2 separate regions of the Ovis aries genome follow, and region 1 is linked to region 2. The links are chromatin contacts, called in public Hi-C maps. All regions are on one chromosome and are shown on one strand. Each heading gives the region's core, a stretch centred on a gene start, on an enhancer-like site or on the middle of the called end of the contact. The rest is flanking DNA. Distances are from core to core; before and after follow the strand shown. Region 1 overlaps LOC121819676 (a long non-coding RNA gene). Region 2 has its middle 28 kb from the start of TRNAC-GCA.

Region 1 (4,997 bases), core at 27-2,526, 500 kb after region 2:
TACATTTTAAAGCCCCTGCGACTTCCTCTGAATTCTTGGTTACTTACGACGGCCTTTCCTACAGCACATAGCCCCTGGTGTGGTGTGTGTGTGTGTGTGTGTGTGTGTGTGTGCGCGCGCGCGCGCGCGCAAATGTGCGTGTGTATTTAAAACGCTTATTGGTAGGTCATCAGCAGCTGATCAGACATAGTAATCCAATAATCTTTTTGAATGCATACAATTTTTCTTTAAAGGTAATTTTTTTTTAAAGAAAAAAGGAAATCTCTCGATTTCCTAAGTCTTGGGGTCCCAGCTTGGGTTCCAGGCAACCACCGAGCTGCGCAGCCTCCGCCTCGCCAAACTTTCCCTTTCCAGGTTTGAGCGAGGCTCAAATGTTCACTTCATGACTGAGCGGGGGCTGCTTTGCACGCGGGTGTGGGAGAGAGGGGAGCCGCGGGGACGCTCAGATAGGGAGGGGACTCGGGTAGCGGGAACACCCCCCCCCCCAACCTCTCCCCACATCCCCCGCCACCCTCGCTTGGAACCCTGGCCGGACGCACAGGGGGCCTCGGGGCCGGAGCCGGGAGTCCAGCCTTGCCAGGCACACAGCACCGTTTTGACCCCGGCCCTCTGCTCGGATCCCTGCCCGCCGCACCTCACCCCGCTCGCCTGCTCGCCCCCACCCCCATTTGTATCCGCCTTCGAGTAGCCCCGGGTCACGGAGCCCGTCTCCTGGGCCTGGGCGATGGGCGGAGGCTGGACCCCGCCAGGAATCGAACTCCGCCGTCCCCCGAGTACTCACCTCGAGTAAGGCCCTGGCAAATGCTGGCCCCGAAGCGTCAAGTTTCCTCTCCCAGCCGCTATGCCAGATCCTCCTCCTGCCTGCTGCTCCTCTCCGAAAGCTCGCCTCTCCCTCTCTCCTCTCTCTCCTCTGTCACACACAAGGATTACTTGTGACTTTTAGAGGCAAAAGCTTGCTTATTCAGAGAGGAGAGGGAGGGGAGAGAGAAGGGAGGCGGGAGGGAGGGGAGAGAGGGGGAGACTGAAGTCGAAGGGGGATGGATGGAGGATGGAGAGGGGGTGGGGAATCGGAGGTAGTGAAGGCGTAGGTAGAGGGGGAGGAGGGAGGGGACGGGTAGGGTGGAGTAACCGAAGATGGGCTGGGATGGGACGGCGAGGAATAAATTGCTCCCCACCCAGCTGCAGTGCGACGCCCCCAGCGTCCCGGGGGAGCCGGTACGTCAGATCGCGGCCGGCTTTAGGCGGGGCGGTACAAAAGCGCCGCGGGACCCCCTTCTCGGGCTTCCACCCCGCCCGAGCGAGCGCCGGAGGCCGCTCCACGCTCCAGCGGTCCTCCGCCCGGACCAGGGTGGCTGTCTAAGGGCTCCAACGCTCCACGCAACTTAGATTTCCTTCCTGGGTTCCTGGCCACCCTCGCCCGCGTCTCAGACCAGAACTAAAAGCTCGCGGAGACCCCCGTGCGTCCTTAGCCTCCGGCGCCCACCTTAACCAGAGCCCCTGGGCCGGGCGCGCTCTCCCCGGCGGCTGCCGCACCGCCCAGGCTCGCTCAGCCTCAGTCAGCCCCGCGGCTCTGCTCACATTTGGGGTACCCCCTCAGCTAGTTATGAAGGAGGTGTATGTCTGTGTGTGTGTGTGTGCGTGCGCGCGCGTGTGTGTGCGCAGCGCGCAAGCTCCAGGCTAGAAAGAAGGTGACATCCGGGCACGAAAAAGTAGCTTCGGTCTCCTGCAGCTTAGAGCCCGGCCACCTAGTCCGGTCACATCCAGTACTTGAGATGACAGTCTGCGTCAAGGACCAAGGCAGGAGCTCACTGGATCATTTCAACTGAGTTTCTATACAACAAGGATTGTTTATAATCAGTACTATTAAATACGAAAATAGGCTTTAAAAAAATAAAGAATAGTTGCAGAGAAAGAAGGGGGTCGTTTTAGCAATGGTCAGGAACCAAGTGGTTGAAATGTTTTGTGTGTTTTTTTTTTGTTTTTTTTTGTTTTTTTTACAAGAGCATTCATGATGGATAAAGGTGGAAGCTTCAGACTGGTACAAAACCAGTTCATTACGTGACGGGATTTTAAAAATAGGAGCATGCTTTTCGACATAGATGACACGTTAGTTCTCTGTTAACTGCATTAAGCTAGCCCCACGGAACGATTACCCGGCCGCTTTCAATGTGCAAACATGGGTATACTACAGAGGGTGTGCACAAGCGTTTGCAGAACTTTGTACACACACACACACACACACACATTTATAAAGAGAAAAACAACACCAGCACCCTAAACTCATAAATACCTATATTTTCTCAAACAACTGTCCCTTAATATGGCAATTTTCCTCTGCATTTCCTTGCTGACCTGTAGATGCAACATTAGAGTTATAGAGTAGGCTACTCGGATCGACATAATTCTGCTTACATTTATCGTGGATGACACGTCATAAAATGCTAGAGGGGGAGGGGAAACCATGAGGGGCGTGGAGATGGCTTTTATTAACAGTTATAGTCTCCCCTCGCTGTTTAATTTAAATAATAGAAATGATGTCACGGTAACCATCCTCCTTCTCCCAGTTCAGCGAAACCACTGGGATGGTTTGGTGAACAATGCATTGTACATTTGGTTAGGGGATGATTATTGCTGTAGAGTTATATAGACTCATCCTGTGGCCTTTAAAAAAAATTGCTGAACATTAACTTATTGGAACATTTGGCATGTTTTAGAGGCCATTGACCTGCCACATCTTCTTCCAGAATAAGGATTATAAAACGCTGTGCCCACCATACTTGTGTTGGAAAATGAAACAAACGAAGCTGTTCTTTAAAAATTGTTAGTTGTAGGCAAACAAAAATATTTCCCATCATCAAAACGAGCCGGTGTGCAGCCTATTAAACAAGGAGCATATTTTACCAATCCGAAATGCAGTTTAAAAAATTCTTTCAGAGAGCGCCGATAGGAGGGGAAATAGGTAACATGGAGCCTCGTTCCCAGCCTGCACCCGCGGGTCGCTGGCCAGGAGCGCGCACTCGGCGCACAACGGTATCTCGGCCCTTGCGCACCCGCGCAGTTTGGGGCTGGGTTTCCGAGAACCAGTGCAATCTCCGTGGACCGCTACCCGTTTAGAAATGGGTATTCGTAGAAGGGGAACGATCCAGGCTATAGTACTAGTGGCATGGTGGAGCTAGAACTCTTTTATTATTATTATTATTAAACAATTGCTTAATAATTAAACTGCTCTGGTTATTAAATACCATTTTGCCTCTTTCTCTGAAATTATTAGCCAGAGTTTGCTTCTAATGAGACCTCAAGATTGAGTTCTCTGGAAAAGGGGTGGGCCGCGACAAGGTGTACAGCTTTGAGGTGCAGAACAATTCATGTGAAAGAAAGTAATTGCTTATCTAAGTAAAAGAGGAAAAAAGAAACTTAGGGTTTAAATAAGGTTTATCAGTTTGCAAAACCTTTTTATATCTCAAACAGCGAACTTCATAAATTACACTCCTTTTCCTTTTCACCATGTACCACCTCAGAGATTTCCTTTCTTGCTACTAAAATGCCCATGAAGGTTTGAATTAGATACCCAGTAGCCCCAGCAATGTCTGGCCTGCCCCTTTTGAAGATTTGGGATTCTTTTTGAGGACTCAAGAAAAACCCCAAATCTGAAACTGGTTTGATGGTGAGGTGACTTCACTGAGTTTATCAGTCTTTTAAGCACCGCATGATTAGACAGGGAAGGTAACTTGAAAATACAACCTGATTCTAGGCAAAATCATTTTGTCCTCTTGGCTTGAGAACATAGTTTTATCTCCAAGTTCCGCCCAGAAGCAGACGGCTGCATGTCAGGGCTGGTCCCTACCCAGATCACGACAGGATCTTCAGCTGGCAGATGAGATCCAGCAAATGGGATTCATGAAGAAACTCTTGTGCATTAAAAAAGGGGGGGTGGGGGTGCTGCTTCCTGATTCTTTTTGCTGAGAGCTCCTGTGATAATAATCAATGGCTTTCACAGCATCAAGGAAAGTAAGAATTCACTACTAAATGGTTTTGAACATAATGTATCTAATGGGGCTAGTTTAAACTGTTTTTAAAAATCCCCCTATAGGTATTACTCTTCTCTCTGCTTATCTTTTACAAAGATTATCTAAAATCTCATTTATAGTCATTGCTGGGGTTGTGCTCCAATTTACAACACAGAGACACAGGGGCACTTTGGGGCTCATGTAAATATCAGTGTCAAGGGGCTGTCCGGTTTACCTGGCAGCTTTAGCTAATAAATGGGAGCTACTCCAGAAAAAGACCTGTTTTCATTTCTGTAGTTGCAACTAAAGTCTTTATGAATGTGAGTTTCTGGCTGAACTCAACAGCCCGGAATTAAAAGAGCTGGGATACATGCCCAAATCTGTAGATAACCACTTGGACACCCAGCCTCTGGCCACTGTCTTCAAGTTACTGTCATAATTTTCCAAGGCTTTGCTTTATAACCTTCATATCACCAGGGCTTCCCTGGTGGCTCAGATGGGAAAAGAATATGTCTGCAATGCGGAAGACCCAGGTTTGATCCCTGAGTCAGGAAGATCTCCTGGATAAGGGAGTGGCTAACCATTCCAGTACTCTTGCCTGGAGAATTCCATGGACGGAGGAGCCTGGCTACAGTCTATGGGGTTGCAAAGGGTCAGACACGACTGAGAGAGTAACACACACACACACACACACACACACACATCACCTTTAATGATATGAATTAGTCCTGTCGGGACTAAACGCACAGATTCAAATTTAGCCTTATAGTTGGTCACTTAAACATTACTCCCTATTTTATCATCCAAAACTAAGCCCACTCCCCCAAATTCAGCATTTGGCTTTTTGTGTCTCAAACCCTTCCTTAGGTCTCTAAGGGTTCAAACCAGCCCTTAGGATTGAATTCCATGAAGGCAACTATTTGCCATCCACAAGTAAATTGAAGAGTTGGGGAGGGAGCTCAAATTTACCATTCGTAAATTTTCTTTCAC
Region 2 (4,902 bases), core at 1,909-4,408:
CAGAAATTTCAAATGATGTACTCTGGGAGTTGGTAATGGACAGGGAAGCCTGGCATGCTGCAGTCCATGGGGTCACAAAGAGTCGGACACGACTGAGCAACTGAACTGACTGACTCTGCATATAAGTTAAATAAGCTGGGTGACAATATATAGTCTTGATGTACTCTTTCTCAATTTTTAACCAGTCCATTGCTCCTTGTCCAGTTCTAACCGTTGCTTCCTAACCTACATACAGGTTTCTCAGGGTTTGACCCCTGGGTTAGGAAGATCCCCTGGAGAAGGGAATGGCTATCCACTCCAGTATTCTTGCCCAGAAAATTCCATGGACAGAGAAGCCTGGCTGACTACAGTCCATGGGGTCACAAAGAGCTGGACATGACTGAGAGACTAACACTTTCACATAGATCAATGGAACAGGATATAAAGCCCAGAAGTAAACTCACACACTTATGGTCAATTAATCTATGACAAGGAAGGAAGAATGAACAATGGAGAAAGGACAGACTGCTAAATAAGTGGTGCTGGGAAAACTGGACAGCTACATATAAAAGAATGAAATTAGAACATACCATATACAAAAATAAACTCAAAATGGATCAAAGAGCTAAATGTACGAACGGATACTATAAACTCCTGGAGGAAAACATAGCAGAAATAAATCACAGCAATTTAAATTTAAACACAGAACAAAATAAATCACGTATTTTTGGGGGTTCATCTTCTAAAGTAAAGGAAATAAAAGAAAAAATAAACAAACAAGACCTAATTAAAATTAAAAGTTTTTGCACAGCAAAGGAAACCATCAACAAGACATAAAGACAACTTACCGAACGGGAGAAAGCATCTGTAAATAATATGGCCAATAAGAGATTAATATCCAACATATATAAACAGCTCATACAACTCAACATCAAGAAAATAAACAACCCAATTCAAAAAATGGGAAGAAGAAATGAATAGACATTTCTCCAAAGAGGAAATGCAGAAGTTTAATAGGCACATGAATACATGCTCAACGTCTGCTAATCATCAGGGAAATGCAAACCAAAACCACCATGAAATATCACCTCATGCCTGTCAAAATGCCTACCATCAAAAAGAACACAAGTAACAAATGTTGGCAAGAATATGGAGGAAAGGGAACCCTATGCAATGTTGATGGGAATATAAACTGGTAGAGTAACTGTGGAAAATAGAAATGGAAGTTTCTCGAAAAACTTAAAATAGAATTACTATATGACCAAGCAATTCCATTTCTGGGTATAGGTCTGAAAAAAAAACCCTAATTTGAAAAGATATATGCACCCCAGTGTTAATGTTGTAGTTGTTCAGTTGCCCAAGCGTGTCCAACTCTTTGTGACCCCTTGGACTGCAACACACCAGGCCTCCCTGTCCCTCACACCCACTTCTGAAAAGCCATGAGCATCTCTAAGACGGAAACCTTCCAGAATTCCTGTTCCTCTTCCTAACTTCTACCATACTTGAGAATCATGGTGAACATAATGTGCTTTCCGTGTACGAGGATGCTATATACTTGGCATGGAATAAGGACTCCATAAAAACGTGTTCAATGGATAGATGCTGACAGTGTTAGTTAGTGTTGCGTCTGACTCTTTGCAACCCCATGGACTGTAGCCCACCAGCCTCCTTTGCCCATGGAATTCTCCAGGCAAAAATACTGGAGTGGGTGCCATTTCCTTCTCCAGGGGCTCTCCCTGACCCAGGGATCCAACCCGGGTCTCCCACATTGCAGGCAGATTCCTTACCATCTGAGCCACCGGGAAGCCCAAATGCTGACAAAACACTATTTCAAATCTTGTGCTCTCTCCTCACCACCTCCAAGGTGTAAGATTTGAGGGGGAGCTGAGTCAAGTTTCTAGAAATTACTGTGTCAACATAGACATCTATGAAACAAAGTCACATCACTATTTCCCTGCTTTCTCTTTAGAGGATCTCAGAGCACTATACCAACCTCAATTTTCTTCAGTGACATTTTTCCCTTCAATGCACCCCACAGTACATTCCACATGTTCAGACCACATGCAAAGCGTGAATACCCTTTACTGGTGGCTGTAAAAGGCCGTTAAATCAGACTGGATATAAGTTCCAGTAACAACCTACTACTCCCGGGTCTTGTTTTTTCTTCGAGGATTTGGTTTTTCTTCTCCTGGGTCCTGTTCGTGCTCTAAGCGCTCACCTGTGCCGCAGGAAGCCCTGACTTTAAATGGCACCCCTGAAATGCAGGAGACCCAGCTTCGACCCTGGGGTTCAGTAAGATCCCCAGGGGAAGGGAATGGCACACCACTCCAGTATTCTTGCCTGAAGAATCCCCATGGACAGAGAAGCCTGGCGGGCTACAGTCCATGGGATCGCACACAATCGGACACGACTGAGCGACTAACACACACACACAGCGGGCAGTGCGCCCCACACCCGCTCCTCCACAGCCCGTCTTCTCACCCCCTCCCCCCCATGCTACTAAGTAGATCTAATGCTGTTTGATCTCATCTCCAATTCTTTGCGGTTTAGGGAGCTGTGCAGCCTTGTTTAGGGAGCTGTGCAGCCTTGATGTACAAGACAAATACACACTGTAGCTCTGGGCTTACAAAATCATCTATCATCACCCTGCCTTTGGACGTGACCAGTACATTGTGTGTTTCACAGAAATTAATCTGGTGTTTCGGAGGAGAAAGGCATTTCGGAATCAGTCTGCGTGCAGAAGCCTTCCTGCAGACCCTGCAGACGCAGTTTCAACGCCTTTCGCCCCTGCTCAGCAAGTCTCAAACTTGACCTTCGAGAGGATTTCAAGGGTAATGCCTTCCTCCCTTTCCCCGGTAAGGCCTCCTTCTGGGAAGCAGCTGCCTGGTACCAGGGCTCTGAGAACTGCACATCCAGGCGCTCGGACAAGGCGGGGGATCCAAAGGAGGCGCGGGTGGGAGTGGAGAGGGGACCGAATCGTGGGGGGCGGGGGAAAAGGGGGAGAGCTGGAGAGGATGGAGGGATGAGGAAGATTATCTGCATATGCACGAGGCGCCCGGCACTGCCCTCATCCCCCAGCAGCTGCCAGGGCGGGAGCGGAGGAGGGCGGGGGTGGACAGCGGAAGAATGAGGCGGGGGAGGGGCGGCTAGAGTAGCATCTGAAGCCGACGCCTGTTTGGAGAACGGAAGAGGCGATTTGCATGGCGCCCGGTGATTGGCTGAGGGCGGAGGCTGGGCCTGAGAGGCGACTCCTGAATGGCTCAACGGACAAATCGCAGGATTCGTTTGGCCGCGGAGAAGCCGTAGAGGACAAGGTCTGCGCAATATGAAGCCTGGCCGCGAGGGGGCGCGATGTCCCACCTTTGTTCTCGTGAAAGGCTCCTTTTCTTGCCGCTTCCCCCGCCCCCTGTCCGTGTCCCCACCCCCGCCACACACACAGACACGCAGAAAGTGCAGAGAAATCCTGTGATCCAGTCAACTGGCTCTGCCCCGTCTATTAAGAAAGATGAACACTCCTTTCTCTTCCATCTCCTTCATGGGAGACCACTTTTCATTTCAGATTATCACAGCAATAAATATTCTTCGAGGGATAAAAAAAAGGCACTTAGCCAAAAGATAAGAGAATATATATGAAGTGGGTGGGTTAAAGAGAAAGACAATGCGTGTAGGCAGGGAAACAGGCACACATATGTAAATATGCACATAATCACCCTAAGAACACAAAACATGAAGGGGGGTGCAGAGATATACAGGAGAGAATACACATCACTCACAAGATGCTCACAGGTTATACACACTCTCCCACACACCCACTAACCAACACACCACCACACACACACACACACACACACACACACACGGACCTCTGAAAAGGCATCCCAGTGAATTTACATGCAGTGGAAAGACTACCGATAAAATATGAGAAGAATTTAAATGGCTCACCCCCTCCCCCTCCTAAAAAAATACTCAAGCCGAACGGTTCTATTTGCATTATACTAATATACACAGGACGCTGGCAGGGGCAAAAAAAAAAAAAGGCTCCATTTGAGGCACACCGTAGAGAATGCGTGTATACACGCGTGCGCGCGCACGCACACGCCCGCGCAACTGTGGGCGGGACACACCCACAGCCTGTGTCCTCCGCCCACGGGCACAAGAAGACAGATGCCATCCACAGCGCTCAGTACAGTTTTCCAGAAAACGCTAAACGCGAGAAAAACGTGAAGAAACCACCCTGCTCAGCCACGGAAGCCCTATTAGTGAACCCACGTTTTCTAAATACACACACACACATACACACACACACACACACGCTTGTCAGAAGATTTGGGTTCAAAGAATAGTGGATGCACAATAGAGAACAGAGCTAGAGTATGTCATCAGGTTAAACAACACTTTGAAATTACTTCAGCCTCTGATGGCTTCCTGGGATGCTCCTGAAAAATCATATCCAAGAAAAACAAAACATTTTTATTTATTCTGCTTTTCCTTTTTTTCCCTTCCTATCCTTGTTTTTAAGACAGTATAGAAGAATCTCCCTTCCCCAAAGGAGGATCGCCCTCCCCTCACCCCCACCCCCATCCCCCCGTTTTTGTTTTGCGAGCTTTTGAGCTGTCCTGTTGATTTGCCAGGGAGGAAGGTGCTAGGGAGCGGTCTCCCAGGCAGACAGCACCACAAAAGGCATTATTACACATTCCAAATAACAAGGGCTGTCTATATATTTACAAATCTGTTCAAATATTTAACCTCTTAACTTGCTAAATATCCCCCTCTTCTCCCTTTTTCTCTCTTGTGCTCTCCTCTCTCCCCTTTTCCTCCCTCCATCCGTTCCTTTTCCTTTCTCTTTCTAAATAGGTTGGAGGCAAGAAGTGCCCTTCTGGGGTCCAAAATGCGGCCAGGGGTGCTGGGCTTAACCTGACCCTC

The links. Hi-C and Micro-C count contacts between places; a contact is called where the count stands out from the background.
Region 1: a Hi-C map of hypothalamus shows a contact between it and region 2, with 5 times the contacts expected there. The contact joins two enhancer-like sites. A contact is called at or near these places in 8 of 16 Hi-C or Micro-C datasets (hypothalamus, liver, mixed tissues and 4 more).

What each region holds. Positions count from the first base shown.
Region 1 is chr5:85,862,980-85,867,976 of ARS-UI_Ramb_v3.0, forward strand. It overlaps LOC121819676 (a long non-coding RNA gene), which reads right to left. Exons shown (of 4, transcript XR_006060029.2): 1 at 782-4,997. Among named protein-coding and RNA genes, the nearest start is that of MEF2C, 130 kb to the right of the region's middle. Within about 2 kb of position 1,277, at least 9 of the 54 cell types and tissues checked have an H3K27ac peak or open chromatin away from gene starts, as enhancers often do. A contact at or near this core is called in hypothalamus, where this site is marked.
Region 2 is chr5:85,356,468-85,361,369 of ARS-UI_Ramb_v3.0, forward strand. No RefSeq gene overlaps it. Among named protein-coding and RNA genes, the nearest start is that of TRNAC-GCA, 28 kb to the left of the region's middle. Within about 2 kb of position 3,159, at least 25 of the 54 cell types and tissues checked have an H3K27ac peak or open chromatin away from gene starts, as enhancers often do. A contact at or near this core is called in hypothalamus, where this site is marked.